2 separate regions of the Ovis aries genome follow, and region 2 is linked to region 1. The links are chromatin contacts, called in public Hi-C maps. All regions are on one chromosome and are shown on one strand. The core of a region is the stretch at or near the end of the contact, and the rest is flanking DNA. Distances in the headings are between cores, read along the strand shown. Region 1 holds the start of RCN2 (reticulocalbin 2). Region 2 overlaps PEAK1 (pseudopodium enriched atypical kinase 1).

Region 1 (6,372 bases), core at 1,720-4,219:
GAAACCACAGAGCCTTGTAGGTAGGCCTAGAATAAAAACCACCTCCACGTGCATTCTGTCTGCAAAGAATTTCCTAGGTACTTACTATGTTCCTTCTGCACAACCATCTTTTGCTTTTCTCCCCACATAATGTAAACTTACATTTATTGAACACTTTACCATACATGCCAGCTACTGTTCTAAATGCATATTATTTAATTTAATCTTCATAATAAACTTCTATAGTAGTCTTATTATTATTCCCATATTATAAATGAGTCAAGAGGTTTTTAGAGGCCAAGTAACAAAAAATTTATTACGGTGTCATTATTTGAGGGCTTCCCAGGTGGCGCTAGTGGTAAATAACCCACCTACCAATGCAGGAGACGGAAGAGATGTGGTTTACATCCCTGGGTCAGAAGATCCCCTGAAGGAGGGCATGGCAACCCCCTCCAGTATTCTTGCCTGGAGAATCCCATAGACAGAGGAGCCTGGTGGGCTCCCTTTAGGGTTGCAAAGAGTTGGACACCACTGAAGTGACTTAGCAGGCAAGCAAGTCATTATTTACTATTGTTCAGCTTTTCTTGTGACACATGATTATAAATCCTCAGTTTAGGCAGATTTTGACTGTCTTACGAATTCTAGAATTCTATTGTAAATTTAGAATATGTTAAATTTGAAATTTCTAATTTACTAAAAGTTTAATTTTTAGTTGAGTATTATAATGCAAATCAAGACAAGAGATAGCTAAAATATCTTTTTACTCTAATTGCCTCATGAATTTGTTTAAACTGGATATTCTGAGCACTCCTCAAAATAATTCTCCTCTTTTTTATATGAGCTTCTCCATTGGTCAAGTACGGAAAAATCATTCTTTCCTTTATTATGCATTTCTATAAATAAATCATAATATTAACCTTCCAACAAATATTTGAATAATAAACCACTTTCACACAGAAATGATGTTAAGTAGGCTTTCTTTCCCTGTTGAAAGTCTCAAAAATAAATTATAGCTAATATTTTAAGAAAAAGTTATAACTTTGTTTCCTAAGATAGTGAACGTGAACCATAAGCCTTAAAACAGACACCCATGTTCATATACCTTGACTATATAAAGTTCAATTCAGTTCAGTCACTCAGTTGTGTCTGACTCTATGCAGCCCCATGGACTGCAGACCAGGCCTCCCTGTCCATCACCAACTCCCAGAGTTCACTCAGACTCATCTCAATCGAGTCAGTGATGCCATCCAACCATCTCATCCTCTATCATCCCCTTCTCCTCCCACTTCAATCTTTCCTAGCATCAGGGTCTTTTTAAATGAGTCAGTTCTTTGCATCAGGAGGCCAAAATATTGGAGTTTCAGCTTCAGCATCAGTCCTTCCAATGAATATTCAGGACTGATTTCCTTTAGGATGGACTGGTTAGATCTCCTTGCAGTCCAAGGGACTCTCAAGAGTCTTCTCCAACCATAGTTCAAAAGCATCAATTCTTAGGTGCTCAGCTTTCTTAACAGTCCAACTCTCACATCCATACATGACTGCTGGAAAAACCATAGCTTTGATTAGATGGACCTTTGTTGGCAAAATAATGTCTCTGTTTTTTAATATGCTATCTAGGTTGGTCATAACTTTTCTTCCAAGAAGCAAGTGTCTTTTAATTTCATGGCTGCAGTCACCATCTGCAGTGACTTTGGAGCCCAAAAAAATGTCTGTCACTGTTTCCACTGTTTCCCCATCTATTTGCCATGAAGTGATGGGACCAGATGCCACAATCTTAGTTTTCTGAATGTTGAGTTTTAAGCCAACTTTTTCACTCTCCTCTTTCACTTTCATCGAGAGGTTCTTTAGTTCTTCACTTTCTGCCATAAGGGTGGTGTCCTCTGCATATCTGAGGTTATTGATATTTCTCCCTGCAATCTTGATTCTGGCTTTTGCTTCATCCAGCCCAGTGTTTCACATGATGTACTCTGCATAGAAGTGAAATAAGCAGGGTGACAATATACAGCCTTGATGAACTCCTTTCTCTATTTGGAACCGGTCTGTAGTTCCATGTCCAGTTATAACTATACAAAAGGTGTCAATATTTCTTAAATGCCTGGATGGTAAGTATCCTGAGTGCCAGCTCTCCAGGCAGGTGGCAGGGAATGTTTGGGACTGGTTGTAAGAAGGAGCCTCAGGTCTCCTGCAGAGCAATATTAAGTAGGCCAAGTATATGCTAGTCTTAAAGAATAATTTATGTCTTAAACATAATTTACTGAATTATACATTTTACTTAGGGACAGTGGTAAAGAATCTGCATGCCAAAGCAGGAGGCGCGGGTTCCAACCCTGGTGCGGATGACGCATTGGAGAAGGGCACGGCAACCCACTCCAGTATTCTTGCCTGGAAAAATCCCATGGACAGAGGAGCCTGGCAGGTTACAGTCCATGGGGTCGCAAAGAGTAGGAAGCGACTTAGCGACTAAGCAACCTCAAACTTGGCGAAGGTCACAGAACTTGTAAATCGCGAAACTGAGCATCAGATACAAAACATCTGGCTTCAGTACCCGGGTTCATTCGTTCTGCTCTGGTCAAATAAGTAAGTAGAGATACATTAAAGATTTGGAAATACAAAGATTTTCCTAGGTACTCTATTGTTTTCATCCAAATCTGCAGCCTTTCTCATTGATGAAAGCAGGGTCGGTTACATGGACTAGACAGGGATCTTCGGGCAGGAATGAGGCTGACTGACAGAGACACGGCGAGGGTGGAGTGAGGGCGTGTCTTCTGGAGGGTGTCGTGGCGCAAGGAAAGGCTCCCCCGGGGGTCTCCCCTCCCGGCCACGATCGCCAGCCTCCGGGAACCTCTGGGCCCGCGGCAGATCGCCACATCGCCGCGGCCCGCCCCCAGCGCCGTGCGACCCAATCAGCGGCGCGGCCTGGCGCCCCGCCTCGCCCCGCCCCCCCCCACCCCCACCGGGGCTATATAGGCCTCGGCCGGACCAGTTTCACCATCGCAGTTGTGGCTCGGGCCTCAGCCTTACAGCACACTAGTAACTGAGGCCACGGACCTCTCCGCATTCCGTTCCCACCTCCGTACGTCGCCGCGCCGCCTCTCTGCAGCTCCCATCCGAGCGCCGCCGCTGGCGTGGGCCCCGCCTGCTTCCCTCCTCGCCTCACTGTGTGTCCGCGGCTGGCTGGCGCGATGCAGCTGGGCCCGAGGCCCGCCACGCTGGGGCTGCTGCTGCTGTGCGCCGCGGCAGCCAGCGCCGGGGAAGCCGAGGAGCTGCACTACCGGCAGGGCGAGCACCGCGCAGACTACGACCGCGAGGCGCTGCTGGGCGGCCAGGTGAGGCGGCCAGACCGGGGGCTGGGAGGGCCGGGCCTCGCAGCGCGGCTGCCGCGGGCTTTGTCCCCGCGGGACAAAGGGGGCGGCCGGGCGAGGCCTGGTCGGGGCAGCCTGACAATGGGGGCCGGGCGGGGCGCTGCTCACTCTCCGATGGACCCCGGGGTCTGTAAGCTCGTGAAAATAGTGCGGCCCAAGACCCAGATCCCTTCTACTCTCCTACAAGGGGCAGGATCACTGAGGGGATCATTGGGGGCAGGGCCCTTGGAGAGCAGATATGGGTCACCCCAAAAGCCCTCCGCAAGGAAGGTCTCTAATAGCTCTGTTTTTCTCCACCATTTTACCCTCCTGATAGTAATGCTTGATCCCCCCTGTATATCGCTTACCTCCCAAAGGAAGAAGTCGATGAATATGTTAAACTCTCCCCCGAAGAGCAACACAAAAGACTGAAGTCAATCATAAAGAAAATTGACTTGGACTCAGATGGCTTTCTCACCGAAAGTAAGGACGTCCTACACAACTAACAATGGAGACATCCCTTTGTAGGAGACAAATACAAACGTTTAAGCAGGGTGTCTGTTGAGTGTAGATGACTAGTGTTGCAATCAATTAGAGATGCTATGTGAGAGGGGTAAAAAGGACATGGTGAGTAGGTTTTATACCTCCAAATCTTTAGACATAGGATACCAAGTAAAGCTCAGTGCTCTCTCCAGTAATACATAAGCATCATTGACCCTGGTGTTCAGGTCATACCTAGAGCAATTGCCGGACTCCTCACATGACTTTTTATCAACGTCAACAATGTGATTCATTTTGGAGAAACAAACTAAAACCTTAAGGCATTAAGTTTATTGCTCTTTTGATAAATGCTTCATTAGAATCTTAAGAACTTGCTTCTTTTTATAAGCAAGTGGAAAAGGACCTGTTTCATGTGAATTGTGCTTATGACAGATTATTATAACTCGGTAGGAACCATATAATCATTATATCCACCTCTTTTTGTAGGGGTGAAGAAACTGAAACCCAGAGGCATAAGTACCTTCCTCAAATGAGTGGCAAAACCAGGATTAGAATCCATATCTCCTTCCCTCAATTCAGTCTTTAATATCCTTCACTTAAAAAAAAAAAAAAAAAAAGAGTGCTCTTAGATAGGTTCTAGAGTCAGGAACGAAATGCACAGATTATTAAAAGAATATTCTAAATAAATAGCTGTGCACCTGCCTCTCCCCATTGCTTAATTCAGTTGAAAAACCCTATCAACTTTTCCAAATTGATCCTCAACAAAAATTCAGGAGCTGTTTTGCTATAACTGTCATTTAAATGCTGCTTAACATCTGAAGAATGAAGTTGCTAGAGAGAATTACAAGCTGATTGGTAAATTCAAGATGTGTTGTCAATGAAGTGCCCTCAGGTGTGGTCACCAATATTAAGGTTTTGCTCCTTCTATGTGAACAACAGAGCCTCTAGACTAATTATCCAATAAGAATAGGTCCAACTTTGGATTCATTAGAGAGTGCACAAGATGATTTGGAAAACTTGGTGGCATTTATCTGTAAGGGCCTATATATGTTCAAATATTTAATAGTAAGCTTTAAAAAAATTAAAAGAAACTTAGTCCAAATCTTCATTTAATAGATGAGAAAACAAAACCTTGAGAGGGTAAACTTAGCTCTAATAGCAGAGCTGAAGTGTGAAGCCCTGTTTCTGGCCTCTGTTCCATTCTGTATCCTGTTATGCCTGGATGATCATTCCTCTTGAGGACTCTTCAGGAAGTTTTGCTTATTTGCACGTTAAGGGCCAGGACTGGACTCGGGTTCTTGAGAGACAGCAAAGTTCAGTGGAAGGAGTGTGGGCTTTGAAGCCAAACATGGGGTTTGAATCTGGACTCTGCTACTTATCAGTTATGAGTCCTCAATTTCTAATGTCAATTTCCTCAACTGTAAAGCAATTATTATAATTGCCTTGTTTTGAGAATTAAAGACAGCATCTGTAGAGGACTTAGTATAAAGTAATTGTTCCATGGTTACCATAATTATTCTACCCCAATTTAAAGTTTCAGGAGAGGCAAAGTATCTTTACTTTTCTCTATTCACCTGACTTGGAGAAGGCAATGGCACCCCACTCCAGTACTCTCGCCTGGAAAATCCCATGGACGGAGGAGCCTGGTGGGCTGCAGTCCATGGGGTCGCTAAGAGTAGGACACGACTGAGCGACTTCACTTTCACTTTCCACTTTCATGCATTGGAGAAGGAAATGATAACCCACTCCAGTGTTCTTGCCTGGAGAATCCCGGGGACAGGGGAGCGTGGTGGGCTGCCGTCTATGGGGTCACACAGAGTCGGACACGACTGAAGCGACTTAGCAGCAGCAGCAGCATTCACCTGACTTCCCCCAAGCTAACAGAGGAATACCATTCTTTAAATGGTGTATTATCTTTAAACCAAATGGGTACTCTTGCTATTCTTACAAATATGCAGATTTTTCTCCCCTCACCCCCTTTTCTCTATGATGCATATACTAAATATCTCTGCTGCTGCTGCTGCTCAGCCGCTTCAGTCGTGTCCGACTCTGTGCGAGCCCATAGACGACAGCCCACCAGGCTCCTCTGTCCCTGGGATTCTCAAGGCAAGAGCACTGGAGTGGGTTGCCATTTCCTTCTCCAAAATATCTCTATAGATATTTTAAAGTATTTTAAGATAGATTTTTAAAAGTTGATTTGAAAGTGGACATTTCAGATTTAGAAACTTTTCCTCCATGTTTTCAGATTCCCAGTTAAGACAAAGCAATTACAAGACACACATAAATCATAATTGCTACCCATAACTTTGTTAAAATTTCCTCCAGATGATTTGACATAGTTAATGGTAATATACTGTAACAATGTTTCTCAAACTTCCGTCACTTGAGTGCATTTTTCAGAATTGAGATCATACTTACTATTATTTCCTTGATATAGTCTTACTTCAACTCAATGTAAAATGTATTTTAAACTTTATATTTTGTAAATGAAGAACATTTTTTCTAATACATATTAAAATAAGTGGTTAGCTATTCAAATATTTGTGCTTCC
Region 2 (6,372 bases), core at 2,644-5,143, 190 kb after region 1:
TTGTGTGTATTTGCACAAAGATCTGGCAAAGGGTGGAGCACTTTACAATCTAGATAACATGATAGGGAGGGAATGGAGAGGGTGGGTGAATGGAAAGTAGATTCCCTCCACCCCCCCCCCCCCCCACCCACACACACGAAAAAGAAGAAAAAGGAGGAGAAAGTTGCCAAACTGCCTCTATGTTACCTCTATGGTGAGTGGTGGTCGCCCAGTTACCTTTTTCATCCCCGAAGCCGTCCTAGGAGGGCCCCATAGTAGCAACTGCTGGCTGGGTGGAGCTGGGCTGTGTTGATTTGGCAGGTTTTGCCCCTCTCCCCCTGTGGAGCGGGGTGAGGGGAGGCGAGGCTGCTCTGCGCCCTCTTGAGTGGGAGGCCTCAGAAGGCGGCCAGTGCCTCCTCCTCAGGTGACACCCCCTTCTTGACCAGCCGCTTCTGGAAGGAACTGGGATCTGACTGCTCAGCCTGGCGCGCCCCTCTGGACTTGCTCCCCCCCCCGCCCCCGCCATTCCCCACTTTGCTTGTTTCAGGAAGGCTTCCTAGGCTGCCCCAGTCTGTCACCGTTGGCATGAATGACTGTAGGACTCAGAGCTTTCCCTTGGCACAGAAACAGGCTAGGACTTGTGATGTGGTGGGAAGAGAACTGACTTCCGAGGCAGCGGGGCTGGGTTTGAATGTTAGCCCTCATACTTACTGGCTGTGCTTGTTGTTCGGTTGCTGTCACGTCTAACTCTTTGTGACGCCATGGACTGCAGCACAGCAGGCCTCCCTATCCCTCACCATCTCCTGGAGTTTGCTCAAGTTCATGTTCATTGAATCAGTGATGCTATCCAACCATCTCATCCTCTGCTGCCCTCTTCTCCTTTCCCAGCATCAGGGTCTCTTCCAATGAGTTGGCTGTTGGCATCCAGCTGTGCAGGCTTGGAGACATTTCTCACCCACTCTGATTCAAGATTTCTTCATGTGCAGTGGGGGTCAGAGGGCTGGAGTGAGGATTAGAAGTGGGGAGACCTGGCCCAGGACCTGCAGGCAGGAGCCGCGGGTGCAGTGCTGTTCTTGCCCCTCCTGCTGCTAGGCCGATGAGGAGCAGGCGGAGTGAGGAGCAGGACGTGCACACCAGGCTGCGCGCTGGATCGAACTGCAGGCTGGCGATTTCAGATGGATGAGAGAACACTTCCAGTGGGAGTCACCCCAAAAGCTTCTTGGCTGAATGGGGGCCCAGAGAATGGGGAGGTAAGGACAGGCACAGTGTGGGCAGGGAAATCTCCAGTGTGTTTGAGCAGCAGAGAGACCAGCCTAGCAGGGTGTGGAGGTCTGCTTAGCAAAATGCATGGCCAGGGGGCGGGACTTGGGCTCTGCAGTTGGGTTGTCTTCTCTGGGCACCAGGAGGCCACTGATGATTCTGAGGGGTTGGAGGGGTCAGGGAGGAAGGCCATGAGTTCTGAGAGCTGCGAGGAAGAGCCAGACTGTCTTGAGGACAAATCCTAGTTCCCTCACTAGGGATTCGGGGCAAATAAAACCTCTGGCTTGTCTTCTCGTGGGTAAAATGGGATAATTCTAGAACCTACTTCATAGAGATGTTGTGAGGATAAACTAAGCTAGTTCAATCCCAAGAAACTCTTTCTTGATGTCTTTGAAACTCCTAGGGAAAAGCACTGACAAGGCACACAGATCCGTGTTCAAATTCTGAAATGGGCAAAATGGCGCCATCTCCTTGGATGGCAGTGGAATGAAGCTTGCTCCCACTGGCACTAGTCCAGGGCTCTCTGAACAGCACCCAGGCCAGTTGCCCAGAGTGCGTGGGAAAGGCGCAGGGTCAGGAGTTTGAGGAGAAAGAAGAGTCAGTGGGGGAAGCTGGGCTGCTCCAAGCCTGAGCAGGGAGGCCTGCAGAGCCTGACACACAGTGGGCTCTGTCCTCGGCATCAGGGGGGGTGAGTGGCTTGGGCAGGGAAGGCCGGGGCAGCGGGACTGGGGTGGTTTCGGGTGTGCCCCTGGGTGTGCGGTGGAGTGCGCTGCAGGGAGAAGAGGCACTTGTGGGGAGAGGAGGAACAGATGGCGAGCCACAGGCTTGCAGGTTTTCACTCTGCCCAACTTCCGACCCCTGGTTCCAGGACTCCAGCCCAAGTGTGAGGTGATTGCTCCAGGGAGCAAGAGCTCTGCGGCCCCCTGACAGAGATTCGGCGCCCCTCTATTCCTGGGACCCTAGGTTCCCCTCACCAAGCACATTCTCCAGCACCCAGGAGCCCTGCTTAGATTCTCCAGCTGGGACTGGTGACCAGTAATGCTCAGCCTTTCGGTTGCTTCCTCGTACCTTCAGAGGGTAAGCGAGCAGTTAGCTGGGATATGTGTGCGTGGAGAGAGAGTTACCTAACATCTCCAGGAGGTCAGGAGTTGTGTCCAGGCAGCCTGTTTCCACTCAGAGGTTTGCACATTTGAGAGAACTGGATCTTGGCAACCAAGATCCCTCCCCCTCCGCCCTGTATGCAATCCAGTTTTTAAGTTTCAGCTGTGAGCTGCCAACTGCAGCCCTTGGCTCCTGAGGCACTAATGAAGTCCCTTCCCTTGTAGAGCATGGGCTCTCTTACAAGGATGCATAATTAGCTGAGTCTTGGAGAAGAGCAGAGAGCTCACAGAGTGCACACCCTGTGCCAGGCACCCAGAGAGCTTCTCGTACCAGTAAATCCCAGGTAGGAAAGAACTCAAGATTCTTTGTGACCTGGGTTGAAAGAAGTCAGCTCCCAGGCACGTGGAAGCCAAAGAAAAGTTAAAGTGTTAGTCACTCATTTGTATCTGATTCTTTGTGACCCCATGGACTGTAGCCCACCAGGCTCCTCTGTCCATGGGATTCTCCATGCAAGAACAGTGGAGTGGGTTGCCATGCCCTCCTCCAGGGGATCTTCCCTACCTAGGTGATTGAACCTGGGTCTCCTGCATTGCAGGCAGATTTTTTACCATCTGAGCCACCAGAGAAGCCAAAGGCCCCACTCAAATGTCAGTGGTCCATCACCTCTGGACAATCCAGACTCAAAGGGAAGAGTGGTCTTCCTAAGGGCCCACTGACAGAATTCTTAGGAATGGATCCCATGCTGGGCAAGGTGCTGAAGGGGTAACAGGATCTCTCTCCAGTCATACCAAAAGTCAGAGGGATCCCATCTGTGGCCTTGCTCCACCCGCTTTGGAGCCTGACTTGGGCAACCCTGAACCCTCACCATCCAAGCCCGTATCTTTCAGGGGCCCCAGTTGGCCACTCTCCAGCAGAGCACTGGACAGCCACCCAAGCGTACTGTGTTCCCTCTCTATAATGTTGAGACCTCTCAGCTCCAACTGTCTCTTTCTTTGGTTCTCTCCCTCCAGAAGTCGGTTCACAACAAGGAAGGTAAGTTCCCTGAGCTCCTGTCCAGAAGCTGAGCCTATGTCCCAGGGAGTTGTCTTTCAGCTTTATCCTCTTGACCCTTCCTCCCAGGCCCAGGCAACATAGGGAGCTCTGAGGCCCACATCAGTACAGTTTTTCCTCCTCAGCAATATATAACTTGAGTCTGGAAATCACATTTCTGGAATATCCCTTAAATATTATGTCTGAAAGTTCTAGAATGCTTGCTGGTGGAGAGAAGCAGAAACACTGGGCTGGAAACAGTGTCCACGGTAAAGGGTTAAGAAATCTAAAATCTGGTCTAAATTCAGAGTCTACATGTTTGCACTTTCATCCATTCTACTCCAATGACGTGGCAGCTGTCACTGCCTCTGCCCACTGTGGACTCGTCCTGCCTGAGCCAGGAGGCCTCCTCTGTCTGCTACGGAAGCATCTGCTCATTAGCTTGTCTGCCTTTGTGAGGACCCAGTGTGTGACCGTGTACCTTTAGGAACAGGCAAAGGATGTGAATTCTGCAGCAGGTTACGCTGTACACGGTCCTGCTCTGCTCATATTGTCTGCAGAGCTCTGAGATGACCACTGAGAGGCTCAGCCTCAGCCAGCTAACCAAACCGTTTAAATAAACCCAGGACCTTTTAAACAAACCCAGGGCGTCAGAGGATGAGATAGCTGGATGGCATTACCGATGCAATAGACATGAACTTGGGCAAACTTCGGGAGATGGTGAGGGACAGAGAGAGGCCTGGGCTGCTGCAGCCCACGAGGTCCCGAAGAGTCGGACACCACTGGGCGACTAACAGGACCTCTATATGGTGACTGGTCACTAGGGGGCGATCTCACACAGCAAACCTGCAGCCCTCTGAGCTCTGGGGGAAAGCTGAAGGCCTTCACTTGCCCTTCTATGGCTGGTTTTCTCAGTTCAGGGAGGGAATGAATTGAAAACAAGTCCAGGTCAGCAGGGAGGAGCATCTGAGAAGGCACACCTCCTGCGAGTTAAGATGTAACCATGTCCGCGGCACGTCAGTGTGGAGAGAAGCTGAAAAGACAAGAGCTTGTCTGTTTTTACTGGATATGAAAATGAATTTATTTACACAGTAACATGATGCCACAGAGAACACAGCAAAGTACCACAGCAAACCAAAGGGCGGCGCCACCTGGTGACAGAGGGGACCTTTTGTTGGTAGGTTTCTACAACTCTAAAATATGTTAAGTAGAGAGGTGACGCTCCAGGAAAGAACAAAAGAAACAAGATTTTCAAAAAGCGAGCATGGGCAGAGCCAGTGGGGAATGAAAGAGAGCGGAATGAGGACTGCCATGATTCAAACCACTGAAAGGACAACATCTTGCTTCTGCCCTCATCTCATACCAAAATGCCCGGCGTTATCAACAGAAAAATCCCATCCCGGTGTGTTCGCATGTAACACCTTTTAAAACTGCTAAGGGAAGGGATAACCAAGTAGTTATTTGGAGCAAATTTCCTGAAGCAGTGTGGTTTATCTTTCAAAAATGCTACCCTGAAGCCATAGGGCTGGTTCAACATTCAAGTTATCGGGAGCGCGGACACACACACTTTCCACACACTACACGGGCAAAGTGGATTTTCCATAATATAATATTTGTAGCAAAATATATGACTCTGTACTTCTGCTAGGTTAAAAAATGTCCGACCTCTTTTGATTCCCTGAAACTTTCTTGATTTAAAAAATAAAAGTGGAGGCAAACAGATGGGGAAAAGTGAGAAGCTGGAATAAATGCTGCGGCGTGGGAAACACCTGACGGGATGTCCCGGATGCAAGTCCCTGCAGCCCGCCCGGGGAAAAGGGGAAAAGCTTCTGCATTGGCTGACGCAAAAACCTACTCTAATTTCAGACAGCTGCGGAGAGAGGGTGTGTAACAGCTGTATAGCACCTTGTACTTTCTGGGCACTTATAAATATTAAAATGGTGGTGATGAGTGGTGAACACCTCGGTTTATAAAAAATACTAGACTTTTTAAAAGAAATTTCCCAAGAGTTTTTTTTTAAACAAACCTATTGAAACTACCACATCTCTTTAAAAAAAAAAACAACCAAAAAAAAAAAAAAACAAAACCCCTCAGCTTTCAGTATTACAGGGATATGATGTTCCCAAGCTGAAGTTTGGGTGATTGTCACAATCATGTCAATGGGAGAGGGGATAGTTCCTTCTCCTGAAACGCTGGGGAATTTATAATCTTCCCAAGGTTTTCATTAGCATCATCTCCCCCCACCCCCAATACACAAAATGGACTTGTTTTTAAAAAAAATAGGTGCTTTTTTTGAGGATGGTTTACTTGATCAGTGGAATACCTGGATGTGGGAATGCATGTGAATTCTCTTCCCATGGCGTCCGTCATAACTCAGCCTCATCATCTAAAAAACATCAGGACAAAGAGGCTTGGTTTCTTTGGTATAATCTCTGTCTAGAATCTTGCGTGGCACCACTCGTGGCTTCCCTAATGGCATCGGTTTTGGTCCGTGGAACCCCCACGTTTGGTGCTGCCGTCAGCACAGGCTGCGGCGCACAATTGAGCAAGAGCGGCACTTGGATTTGTCTTAGCGCAGCACTTTGGGCCTTTGAGAATATGGGCTTCAATGAGGTAAAACTAACCACCTGCTTTCACCGGCAGCCATCCTGTTCAGTCATTAGGCTGAACCAGAATTTTTACTCCTTGTCAACTAGTAAGGGGAATTAAAAAAACATGTCAGAGTTAGCCCAGGAAGTCAAGTTACTCCCTGCCCATCCCAAGTATGTTCATACCTTATTTATACATCTAGAATCACTTGGAATACAGCGCAGTATCCTAAGCCCATCCCAGTTTCTGGAACTAACCCATATTTTTTTCAGATTGCTGCTGGTAACATCTAAAAAAAACTCCTATCAGCAAAACTAAGTCAGGTAATTTCCTAGCACCAAAGTATTCTTAATTCGAATGTGAGAAGTGGAGTGCAATCCTTCTATGTCCTACTATTTAGTAGGCCCCAAAGAT

What was found. A called contact is a pair of places that touch in the nucleus more often than the background predicts.
Region 2: a contact with region 1 is called in a Hi-C map of hypothalamus, with 2.4 times the contacts expected there. The contact joins the enhancer-like site here to the promoter of RCN2 in region 1. A contact is called at or near these places in 3 of 16 Hi-C or Micro-C datasets (hypothalamus and tail adipose tissue).

The regions. Positions count from the first base shown.
Region 1 is chr18:29,824,128-29,830,499 of ARS-UI_Ramb_v3.0, forward strand. It overlaps RCN2 (reticulocalbin 2), which reads left to right and starts at 2,970. Exons shown (of 7, transcript XM_027957157.3): 1 at 2,970-3,305; 2 at 3,698-3,803. The coding sequence starts at 3,162.
Region 2 is chr18:30,013,173-30,019,544 of ARS-UI_Ramb_v3.0, forward strand. PEAK1 (pseudopodium enriched atypical kinase 1) reads right to left here. Exons shown (of 9, transcript XM_060401726.1): 9 at 4,426-6,372. Among named protein-coding and RNA genes, the nearest start is that of TSPAN3, 35 kb to the left of the region's middle. Within about 2 kb of position 3,894, at least 10 of the 54 cell types and tissues checked have an H3K27ac peak or open chromatin away from gene starts, as enhancers often do. A contact at or near this core is called in hypothalamus, where this site is marked.